Regions from separate parts of the Mus musculus genome. Here region 2 is linked to region 1. The links are chromatin contacts, called in public promoter capture Hi-C maps. All regions are on one chromosome and are shown on one strand. The core of a region is the stretch at or near the end of the contact, and the rest is flanking DNA. Distances in the headings are between cores, read along the strand shown. Region 1 holds the start of Wif1 (Wnt inhibitory factor 1). Region 2 has its middle 33 kb from the start of Gm10741.

The links. Promoter capture Hi-C pulls out the DNA fragments that hold promoters and counts their contacts.
Region 2: a promoter capture Hi-C map of liver shows a contact between it and region 1, with 2.0 times the contacts expected there. The contact joins the enhancer-like site here to the promoter of Wif1 in region 1. A contact is called at or near these places in 3 of 39 promoter capture datasets (3T3-L1-derived adipocytes, embryonic stem cells and liver), 3 of 484 Hi-C or Micro-C datasets (LSK cells, nephron progenitors and undifferentiated spermatogonia), 1 of 115 datasets of contacts at active chromatin or transcription factors (embryonic stem cells) and 1 of 9 other capture datasets (liver).

What each region holds. Positions count from the first base shown.
Region 1 is chr10:121,030,859-121,036,236 of GRCm38.p6, forward strand. It overlaps Wif1 (Wnt inhibitory factor 1), which reads left to right and starts at 3,146. Exons shown (of 10, transcript NM_011915.2): 1 at 3,146-3,632; 2 at 4,108-4,247. The coding sequence starts at 3,485.
Region 2 is chr10:121,125,868-121,131,245 of GRCm38.p6, forward strand. No RefSeq gene overlaps it. Among named protein-coding and RNA genes, the nearest start is that of Gm10741, 33 kb to the right of the region's middle. Within about 2 kb of position 3,289, at least 14 of the 459 cell types and tissues checked have an H3K27ac peak or open chromatin away from gene starts, as enhancers often do. A contact at or near this core is called in liver, where this site is marked.

The DNA.
Region 1 (5,378 bases), core at 1,896-4,395:
ATGTCACGTGCCACCACAGCTGGCTTAAATTTAGGTGTGAGTGAGTGTGTGTGTGTGTGACTGCATATGTGAGTGTGTATGAGTGACTGTATATGTGAATGTATGTGAGTGTATGTGAATGTGTGTGTGTGAGTGTGTATGTGAGTGAATGTGTATGGGTATGTTGGGTGTGGGGGAGTGTGTATTGTAAGCATGTTTGTGTGAGATTTTGTGTTATGAGTGTGTGAGGTATGTATATATGTGTTTGAGTGTGTGAGTGTTTGTGTGTGTTGTGTGTGAGTGTGTATAAGTGTGTGTTGTGAGCATGTATATGTGTGAGTGTGTGTGCATGCGTATATGTTGTGTGTGAGTGTGCATGTGTGTGTATATGGGTGTGTGTTGTGAGCATGTGCACGTGTGTGTGTTTGTGTGCACACATGTGCATGTGGTGCACACAGGACAGAGGGGACATCAGCTGTCTTGCTGAATCGCTTTTCAATTACTCCCTGAGGCAGGAGTTCTCACTAACCCAGAGCTAGGCTAGCCACCAGTAAGTCCCAGGCATCCTCCTGTTGCAGCGCCTCAGCACTAGGGTTACAGGAGCACAATACCTCGGACAGCTTTTTATTTGTTTGCCAGGGATATGAACTCTGGTCCTCGCGCCTGATCAGTAAGGGTAAAGACTCTCACCGGCTTAGCTATCTCTCTAGTACCAATAATTTTTAAATAACGTTTTATGTATCTCTAAAAATACAGTATGTTTCCTGTTGGAGAAAAGTGAACAGAAAAATGTAGTTGGTAGTATTGGTGGTGCTGTTGCTGTGGCCACTGATGATGGTGATGATAATGATGATATAACACAGGCTACTTTCTCTGTAGTCTAAGCTGGACTTGAATTCACTAGTAGCCTCGGCTGGCCTCATTTTCACTGAAACCCTCCTGCCTTAGCCTCTGAGTGCGGGGATAACAGGCATTTGCCACCACACCTAACAAAACAATTGTCCAGAATTGGGGAAATTTCTTGATAGCAGGATAAATTGCTGTCTCAACATCAAAGACGACTGCTACGGAAAATCCTCACTTGGAGGAAGCTGTATTATGATAGAATTTGTTCCCCTTTCAGTTCTCAGCTGGCGTTTGACAAGAACAACCTGTAGAGGGCGTCCTTACACCAAGAGCCATGGAGGTCTGAGCAATACTACGGAAGAAAAACCTTCAACGAAAACCACATTCCAAGTCAAAAAGAGTCTATTGTGTTGCGAAATTATTACCTGTAACTGAATGACACTGTTTTTACAATATTAAAGGGTTATAAGTTTGCCTAATATAGTAAAACATTATATAAATTAATATTCACTGCAACAATTAATTAATAAAATAGAATGTTGGGAAAAGATCCTTTTTTGTTTGTTTTTTGTTGTTTTTGTTTTTGTTTTTTTGAGACAGAGTCCCAGGTAGCCCAGGCTGGCTTCAAACTCCATATGTCGATTAGTATTAACAATGAGCTCCTGATGCCTCTGCCTCTACTTCTTTAGCCCCCAGATTACAGCCTGTGCTACCACAACCAGTTTAAATGTTTTGTTTTAAAGAAAGAGTAGATGTTAAGCTTTTTTGAGGCAAACCGTCTTAATTGTGATTTGCAAGAAGGGGCTTTGAAGTTAGAGCGATCGTGATTTGAATTCCTACTCTTGTCACTCACCAGCTGAATATCTGCGGTCAATTTACTAGACTTTTAAAGCTTTGGTTCCCCATCAGTAAAATGAGAGTAGTAACAGTAGCTGCCTGAGAAGAATTTTTAAAATGAAGCTTCATGGAGTTCACAGTCACAATGGACAGTCTTCGTGTCTAACTCCCAAACACAATACCTTCCTACCAATCTGTTAGATACCTACACAGATTTCACAGTTTTAACACATGTTTCTTCTTCTTCTTCTTCTTCTTCTTCTTCTTCTTCTTCTTCTTCTTCTTCTTCTTCTTCTTCTTCTTCCTCTTCTTCTCCTCTTCCTCCTCCTCCTCCTCCTCCTCCTCCTCCTCCTCCTCCTTCTCTCCTCCTCCTCCTCCCTTCCCATTCCTCCTTCTTTTAAAAAAATATGCTTGTGACCTAACATTTGTTGAACATGTACGCGTCCAAGTCCGGCTTCTATTCTGTAGTTTCTGTTTTTGCCATCCCCTGCTGAGAGACCCACCGCTCTACAAAGGACAGAAGGGAACACAGCCCAGCGCCAGAGTCTAGATCCTTGGGGGGCATTTGCTAGAAAGCCACTGGGTGCAAAAAAAAAAAAAAAAAAAAAAGTAAACAAAGCTTTTCCGGGGTCTGAAAACTTTCTGTGTTTTTGAAAAACCATTTGTTTCTGCTTTCTCTGTACGTTCAAGGAGGCAGGCAAAAAAGCCTTCCGTGCAGAGGTAATGCTGCAAGCCGCCGCTAGCTAAGTGCTCTCCCACCAGACCCTCAGTCTTACCCTCAAGCGCCTAAGATTTCAGAGACTGGGCGTGAGCCTCCTAATGTTTTCCCCCAAATCCAATTTTAAGGGGAGTCCTACCGTCGTAGAGCAGGGATGGGGGGAAAGGGATTACAGCTATCATCGAGGTCCTAGGGAACTATTCCGGGTGCAACTGGGTTATCAAGAAGACAAACCACGCCACCTGTCGGGTGTCTGTCCAGTGCAGAAATAAATGAACGTCCTGCGAGGACCAGCGCCTGCAGTAGCCCGACTAGCCTGTGGAGTCTCAGTATTTAACTTCCTAGGAGAGAGAGAGCGAGAGCGCAAACTGTCAGCTAGAGAAGTCAGAGTTTGCAGACAGGCACACAGAGATGCAGTCTGAAATGTAGTTCGAAGAGAAAGGGTGGGCTGGCTATGTGCTTTCCGTTAGCTCCACTGTTAAACGGAATTTATCTTTGACCACGAATCGAGCCCAGATTTTTTTGTTTGTTTGTTTATAGCACCCCGGCCATCCACACGTGTCTCTTCGGGCGGCAGGAGGCCTGAGTGATGACCCAGAAGTCCCTTTGGGTGTGTTTCTTGGTTGTGTCCCCGTTTTCATTCACCTGGCGCAGGCGAGCGGGGTCTACCGGGTACCGCGGCCCCGCCCCCGCGGCTCCGCAGCGCTCCCTAGTGGCGACCGCCTGCACACCACCGGCCGCTCTCAGTGCTCGCCTTTTGCCAGCAGTTCCCGCGGTTCCTCCCTCTCGAGTGTGCTCCTCTAGCTGCTGGCGCTGTGGGACGTGCTGGCATTGCCAGCTTTGCCAGCATCGTGTCTCTGCGTCCCCCTCTCCCTCCAGCCCCCACCTCTTTCTACGCGGCCGCGCATCCACTCCCTCCTTGCTCCCTCCTCTCCAGCACTCCCAGGCTCACTCGCAACGGAGACTGGAGACTTGCACGCCCAGTCGTTTAAGTAGGAACAGCTCCAGCCCCGCCAGCTGCAGCCAAGGCGAGAACTTCACAAGCAGCACAGGTTGGGTCGCTGCGGCAGGAGTTGCACCACCAGCGAGAAGGTCCTGAGCACCATGGCTCGGAGAAGAGCCTTCCCTGCTTTCGCGCTCCGGCTCTGGAGCATCCTACCTTGCCTGCTCCTGCTGCGAGCGGATGCAGGGCAGCCACCTGAGGAGAGCTTGTACCTGTGGATCGACGCCCATCAGGCTAGAGTGCTCATAGGTAAGGTCCGGCATCTGCACCTTCCCAGTGGTCCTCAGTTTTTCCATTAGAGCGGAGACACGTGCACCGAGTGTGTTTTAAAACAACTTCAAGGGTGACTGCCCCCTCTTTTTAAAAATCAGGATTCTCTATTTAGAGGCTTATGAGATTTTTTTCTCAAAAAAGCAAAGCCGACCCAACATCCCAGCCCTGCTGTTGCTAGTCCTGACTGCAGATTTGTAACAGGAATCCAGCGGTGGCACCCGCTTACTTCACTGTAAGCACTTTTTTTTTTTTTTTTTTTTTTTTTTTTTTTTTTTTTTTTTACCACAGAGAGAGGAAAAATAACTCTGGTACTGTTGTTGGTATCAAAGGCAGGTGCTTTATGAAAAGCAGTGACCTGCACTGGTTCCCAGGGGTTTTGCTTTCTACATGAAACGTCTGTTTCTTAGAAACGCAACTAGTTTGATAGGTTTGTTTATTATTTACACAACAGGATTTGAAGAAGACATTCTGATTGTCTCGGAGGGGAAAATGGCCCCCTTTACACATGATTTCAGGAAAGCCCAACAAAGAATGCCAGCCATTCCTGTCAATATCCACTCCATGAATTTTACCTGGCAAGCTGCGGGGCAGGTAAGTTCTGATAACAGAGCGGTAGAGAAAAGGCACTCTTTTGTATTTCAATTCTCCCGTGGCCCATAGTAATAATAATGGTGTGTGATGTAGCTCCGGTGGCCCGTAGTAATAATAGTGGTGTGATGTATACCATTTAAAATTCCATACAAGTTCTTGCCTGGTTGCCAGAGCACACAAGGGATCAGTTCCAATGTATTTAAAGTTGCCAAGTAAATGGAGAACTCTAAGGGTCAATGTACTCACGATCATTACTTTAATAAGATTTGGTATCCTGAGGTTTTGAGTATAAAGACCCCAAATATCCATATCATGGTGTTTCTGTAATCACTGATATTAAAACATTAACAAAGTATTTAGAAGACTTTCAATACTAACTGATAATCATTTGTGATGGGATTCATACTTCACAACAAAATAAGTTCGTAGGTATTCTTGACATGAATTTTAGAAGGCTGATATGCTGAGTGCTGCAGATACCACACATTTCTTGTAGAAGTTCAGAGACTCAAAAAAAGTAATATAAAATTATGAAAAATAAAGACTACTGATTTTCTGAAGCGACCACTCAAAATGCTTCCCTATGGAAATAAAAGAGAAAAAAGTCTATGTCACCAAAGCGTTCCTCTCAGTACTTAGCATGCAAGGCCTTCTAAGTTACCTTTTATAGATCTGCAGGACTGTATTAATGTCCTCTGATTTGGGAAGGGTAGGATGTTTGTGTGACTTTAAAATTGTCTAGAGGACAAGTGCACAGGATAAATTCTGCTCATTAGTTGGTAAAAATGTGTCTGCTATGAAAACTATTGTAACTATAATTAACTGCACATTTTCAGGTTTTTTTTTTTAATTCTAAAATTACTTAAATAGCCATTTTCAAGAAGGATGCAATCAAGAAAACACTTTATAAAAAGCAACCATGCTAAATCAGGAAACCACATTGGTGCCCTGCAACTGCCTATTACACTGCAGTCATGACCACTTCAGCTGTCTTTTTATCCTCAAGTTTGTTCTATTTTTAAAAGAATCTTTTAAAAATAGATCTCATCCAGACTGTCTGTGTTCCTTCTGCTCCGTGGTTTTTTTGTTTTTTGTTTGTTTGTTGTTGTTGTTTTGTTAAATGATGTTTGG
Region 2 (5,378 bases), core at 2,039-4,538, 95 kb after region 1:
AAAATTTACCCTAAATATTCCATGGACTGGGGTCCTGGGCTCGATTAAAAGGAAAAGCATTCTGAGCACCAGCCTTTGCGCCTCTGCGCTTCCTGACTGGACATGTGACCAGCTACCTCGGTCTCCATTGGCTGACTTCCTCATCGTGGTGGACTAAGCTGGTCCTTCCCTAAATGGCTTCGTCAGGTACCCCATCACATTGGCTGGGAAGTACTACACGTTCCTTGTACCTGTTAGTTAGCAAGCACTCTGCAGGTTTTCTTCTGTCAAAAGTCCATGCGCTTGGTCACTGTCAGGAAGCCACATGGTCAGTCCTCTGATCTTGTCTTCCTCCCCCTCAAGAATGTTCTTATACATCAGAAAAGCAACTTCGTCCTAATGTCCCATTGACATGGCAAGCCCCAGCAAGTTGAGAAACTGAGTATAGTGTTCTTTGCAAGAGCATCGTCCATCTGCATCCATGGCCTTCAGAAAGCATAACACAAAGGAAGCCTTACCTTTACCACCTTAGATCAAGGGCAGCACATTGGTGCGGTTTCCCCAGCTTACCTGTGCTGAGTGTTGAAATGTCTCTTGGGGAGTCCAGCACTTTGGTCTTCTTGTGGTTTGTTTGATATTCATTATCCTCTCTCATCCTCAATGGCCCCTTTCCCTCCCTCCCACACTTCACCCTCATACTCCACCTCAATCCCATCACCCCCTCCCAGGTCCCACGTGGTATCTCCAAAGACAAAGGATACAGCTACGGTGCTGTGAGGCCCTCAGAGCGATGTGGAATGCAGTCTCCTCTTACAGTCCACTTCTGAGATGAGCTTAGCTTGCTAGACTCGAGAATTTCTGCTCCCCTGGTTTCAAGAAAGCTTCCAGGCACAGCTTTTCTGTTTCCTCCATGGAGTTTCAAGAGCAACAACATCCAGAAGTTTGAAAAGCTTTAAAAGGATATTCCATCTGATCCTGTGCCTGCTGAATCCATGCTCCGATTTACCTTTGGACCCTTGCCTAGTCCCGCTAATTCACCATTTCTTTTCTACGTCCATAAATTATATTTAGATTTTTTTTCACTTCTCCCTAACTTGTTTAGTTTCCAGGATGGAATAAGTTTCGTCTCGGGCTCTAATGACAACTCCAGCCTAATCTGTCATTTGTTTCCAAGATGTCTGAAGAGGTGTCTGTCTCAGTTTCTAACCCCTCTCCCAAACTAGCATCTTGGAACGTAAGCAGAAATTTCCAGAAACTTCTGCCATTAGCAATATCTCACGAAGGAGTCTGAATATCTGCTCCTAAACTGCTATACAGCAGCAGAAAGGGCAAAAGTTTACGCAGATGCTGGTCTAGGTGAGGATGCCATGCAGCCAGTCTTCCCAAAATGACCCTGATCAGGGACTTGGGGGTAGCACAGTGAGCTCAAGGTGCTCACTGTGCAAGCACACAGACATGACGCCAATCCCCAGAACTTTTGTTCAAAGCTGGGGGTGGTGGTGACCGACCACGTGAACCACCACTCCCCCAAGGGAAATAGGGAAAGACTCCTGGCCCCCTGTTAGCATTCTGCCTAAGCTCCACCCCACAGTTACCTGGCAACAGCCAGGTATGCTCCTTTTTGGCATCAGGACCTCCAAAACCTATGACATCATATAGGCGACAGTGAGACCTACAGATCTGTTACCAAGACAACAGCTACCATATTCCCAGAATCCACTTGGTTCACCTCCCACCTTTACCTGTGTTATGTCATTTACCATATAAATAAGGGGAATGCCCCTCCCTCTCCCTCTTTTTCCCCTTCTCTTTCTGCCACCCCCCCCCCTTTCCCTCTCTTCCACGTGGCCATGGCCAGCCCCTACTTCTCTCCTCTCTCCTCTCTGCCTTTCTCTGCCCCTATTACCTTATTAACTCCCCTCCCCATGCCCTAAATAAACTCTATTCTATACTATACTAGTGTGTGTCTGGTCCCTCAGGGGAAGGGATGCCTTATATAGTAGGCCTGGCCACTATAAAAGGGGCTGCTTGTCTCCGGCCCCCCCTTTCCTCTTGCTTTCTTGGTCCCCCGTCTCTCCCCATCCCCTTCCCTCCTCCCCTCCATGTGGCCATGGTCGGCCTCTACTTCTCCACTCTCTCCCTCTCTGCCTCTACTACCCACTTAACTCCCCTCCCCATGCCCTGAATAAACTCTATTCTATACTATACCTACCTGTGGCTGGTCCCTCAAGGGGAAGGGATGCCTCGGCATGGGCTCGCTGCGGCACCCCCTTCCTCCACACCTCACCACACCCCCATTGAACACATTCTACTTCTTTATCTTTTTATAAACACATCACCACCACCACCACCACCACCACCACCACCACCACCACCACCACCACCACCCAACCAGCCAGCCTAGTCCAACAAGTTTCAAATGAACTGCTCAGATTGAGACTGGAGAAAATAAGGTAGCTGCCGATGAGAGGGTTCACCACATTAACAACCCTTGCCTTTAAGCCTAAAGAGCTGAGTTTGATCTCTGGAACCCACGTAAAGGCGGAAGGAGAGAGCCGGCTCCAGAGCATCATTCTTTGACTGCCACATGCACACCATGGCACATGAACCGGCATGATGCACACACACACACACACACACACACACACCCCACACACACACACACCACACACACACACACACACACACACACACACACACACACACACAAAATCAATACACAGATGCAGTTTTAGAAATAAAAATTATGGGGCTGGGGAGATGGCTCAGTGGGTAAGAGCACTGACTGCTCTTCCAAAGGTCCTGAGTTCAAATCCCAGCAACCACATGGTGGCTCACAACCATCTATAATGGGATCTGATGTCTTCTTCTGGAGTGTCTGAAGACAGCTACAGTGTACTTACACATAATAAATTAATAAATCTTTTTTTAAAAAGAGGGACTGTTTAAAAATAAAATAAATAAAAATTATAAAAGAAATGAGATGGATAGCTCCTGAGGAAGGACACCCAGTTTGACCTCTGGCATCCAAGTGTGTGGAAACACACACACACACACACACACACACACACACACACACACACACACAGACACACACACTTCCCGGCTTGGGTTTTAAAGCATCTTGCCCTCAGCTATGAAATGGCAGCAGCTTAAGTGATGCTTTAATTTTGTTTTAAAGACAAAAGTGGCTTACTGTTTTCCTCCCTCGATCCTCATTGTTTAGCCAAGTCCTGTACAGAGGAGCCAGGAAGTCCTGGCTGTAGAGGGGAAAATCTGTCTGGCTTTCCTAACGGCTTGCCCAGTTACCGAAGCCTCACAGTGCATGCCAACAGCCAGCCACGCCGCCAAGGAACCAGCCAGAAAAGGCCATGACGGGAGAAAGCCGACACATGAAAGCAATTCCGCTCCAGTAAACTGTTTCATGGCATTCAGGGAGGTGGAAAGGCAAAGGGCTCCAAAGACAACCTAAGGGCTCAGCAAGAAACAAAATGTGCGGTGGGAGCCTTTGGGAGCAAAGTGCAGTTACCCGAGGTGCTGCTGAGTTACCTGAGCCCTGGGAAGCGGGAGAGGGGAGATAAACACTTGTCCTGTGGAATGCAGTTTGTGTGGATCTATTGTGCAACCGATGGGGTTGCCACATGCCAAGAGAGATTTACTTTAATTTCAGAAACACACACACACAGAGACAGAGAGACAGAGAGAGACAGAGACATAGAGAGAGATTGTGGGGATGGGAAAATGTCTGTAAGAATCTTAACATGTAAGAGAATGTCGTGTTTAGAAGCAGTTTAGCAGTCTTATCAATCCACCTTCTGAGGAGCTGACACTCCACAGAGCACCCGTGTGCAGCATACAGAGACCGAGAGCTGAGCTCTAACGGGCACTGGAGAGCAAGCTCTCTTTCCAGCATGTGCTCGTAGCGATTCAGTAGTCGCTCAGACTCAGGAAAGTACCTGTGCTGGCATGCAAGCTTCCTACCCAGGTCTTCAGAAAGTTAGCTACGTGTGAATAACATTATATATAAAATAAAATGGCCCTGGGGACAAATATTATGTTAATTACCTGGGCAAGAGTGGTCCCTGCTCAGTTTCTCCTAGTCACATTTGGTAGAGAGAAAATTCCGCTGCAAAAATGTAAAATATTTGGCCAGGCAGGTGGCTAAAAGCACTTTCCAGTTTTCTGCTTTCCTCACAAGAACAAAGACCTGAGTTTGAACCCCAGAACTCAGCCCAGCACGGTGATGATGTGCATCTGAGCCCCAGGACTGAGGTTTTAAAATCTCAGCAGGGTGACATGCATTTCTACTGTCAGCACAACTGAGGCAGGGACAGGGTGCCCAGGGTGTGCCCGACAGCCATAAGAAAGAACCCTGACTTTTAAAAAGGGTAGGCAGTGCCTGAAGAGTGACAGCTAAAGTTGTCCTCTGGCTTCCACTTGTGAAAGAACACATGTGCCGTGTAGTCTCACATATGTGTACCCACCAAGATGGATCACATTATACTATGCTGGTGAGTTTATGCAGCATTATGGGGTGGATCAGGCAGTGCCTGGAGTGGGTCTCCAGGGTGCCCATTGGTTACTGCTACCCACTCAACCTAAATGTTAGCCAAGATGCCATCCCTTCTTTTAGATAATAGCATTTGTTACCCAGGAGCCTCTGTGTTTCAGGGCTGAGTTCAGTGGTCAACCCTGCAGATATTTTTCTTTCTCAGAACATGATCTCTTAAGTGTCACTTGCTCCAACCTAACTGACTGACACTCTGCCAACAGAAGACCCACAGACCCGAATGCAAAACAGAAACCTCACAACTGAGAATGAAGATCAAATTCAGGAAGGCAGACGACAAACAGAGTGTGTGCCACCTTATCACAGGTAGAACTTTTGTTTGTTTGTTTATTTGGTTGGTTGGTTTTTTGTTTTGTTTTGTTTTGAGACATGGTTTCTCTGTGTAGTTCTGGCTTAGGTAGAACGTTTTAACTTTGATTTTATTACTTATTTTGTGTGGGCTGGCTGGGGTTCTTGTGGAGGTCGGATGACAACTTGAGGGAATCAGTCCTTTTCTCCCAAGTGGGTCCCAAGGATCAAATTCGGGTTGTCAGGCTCGGTGGCAGGCGCCTTTACCTGCTGTGCCAAGTTGATGTTTGTTTGTTTGTTTGTTTGTTTGTTTGTTTGTTTTCAAGAGTGGATCACACAAGATTGAGTACATTCAGAGAGATGTGAGAAATGGGCTGAAGTTTTAATTAGGGAAAGGAAATGAAGATAAATAAACACAGGAGGAGGACAAAATGACAGCAAGGAGGTCTAAAACAGCCAGAAGGAATCATACAATTATCTACCATATATATATATATATATATATATATATATATATATACACACACACTGTATGTGTGTA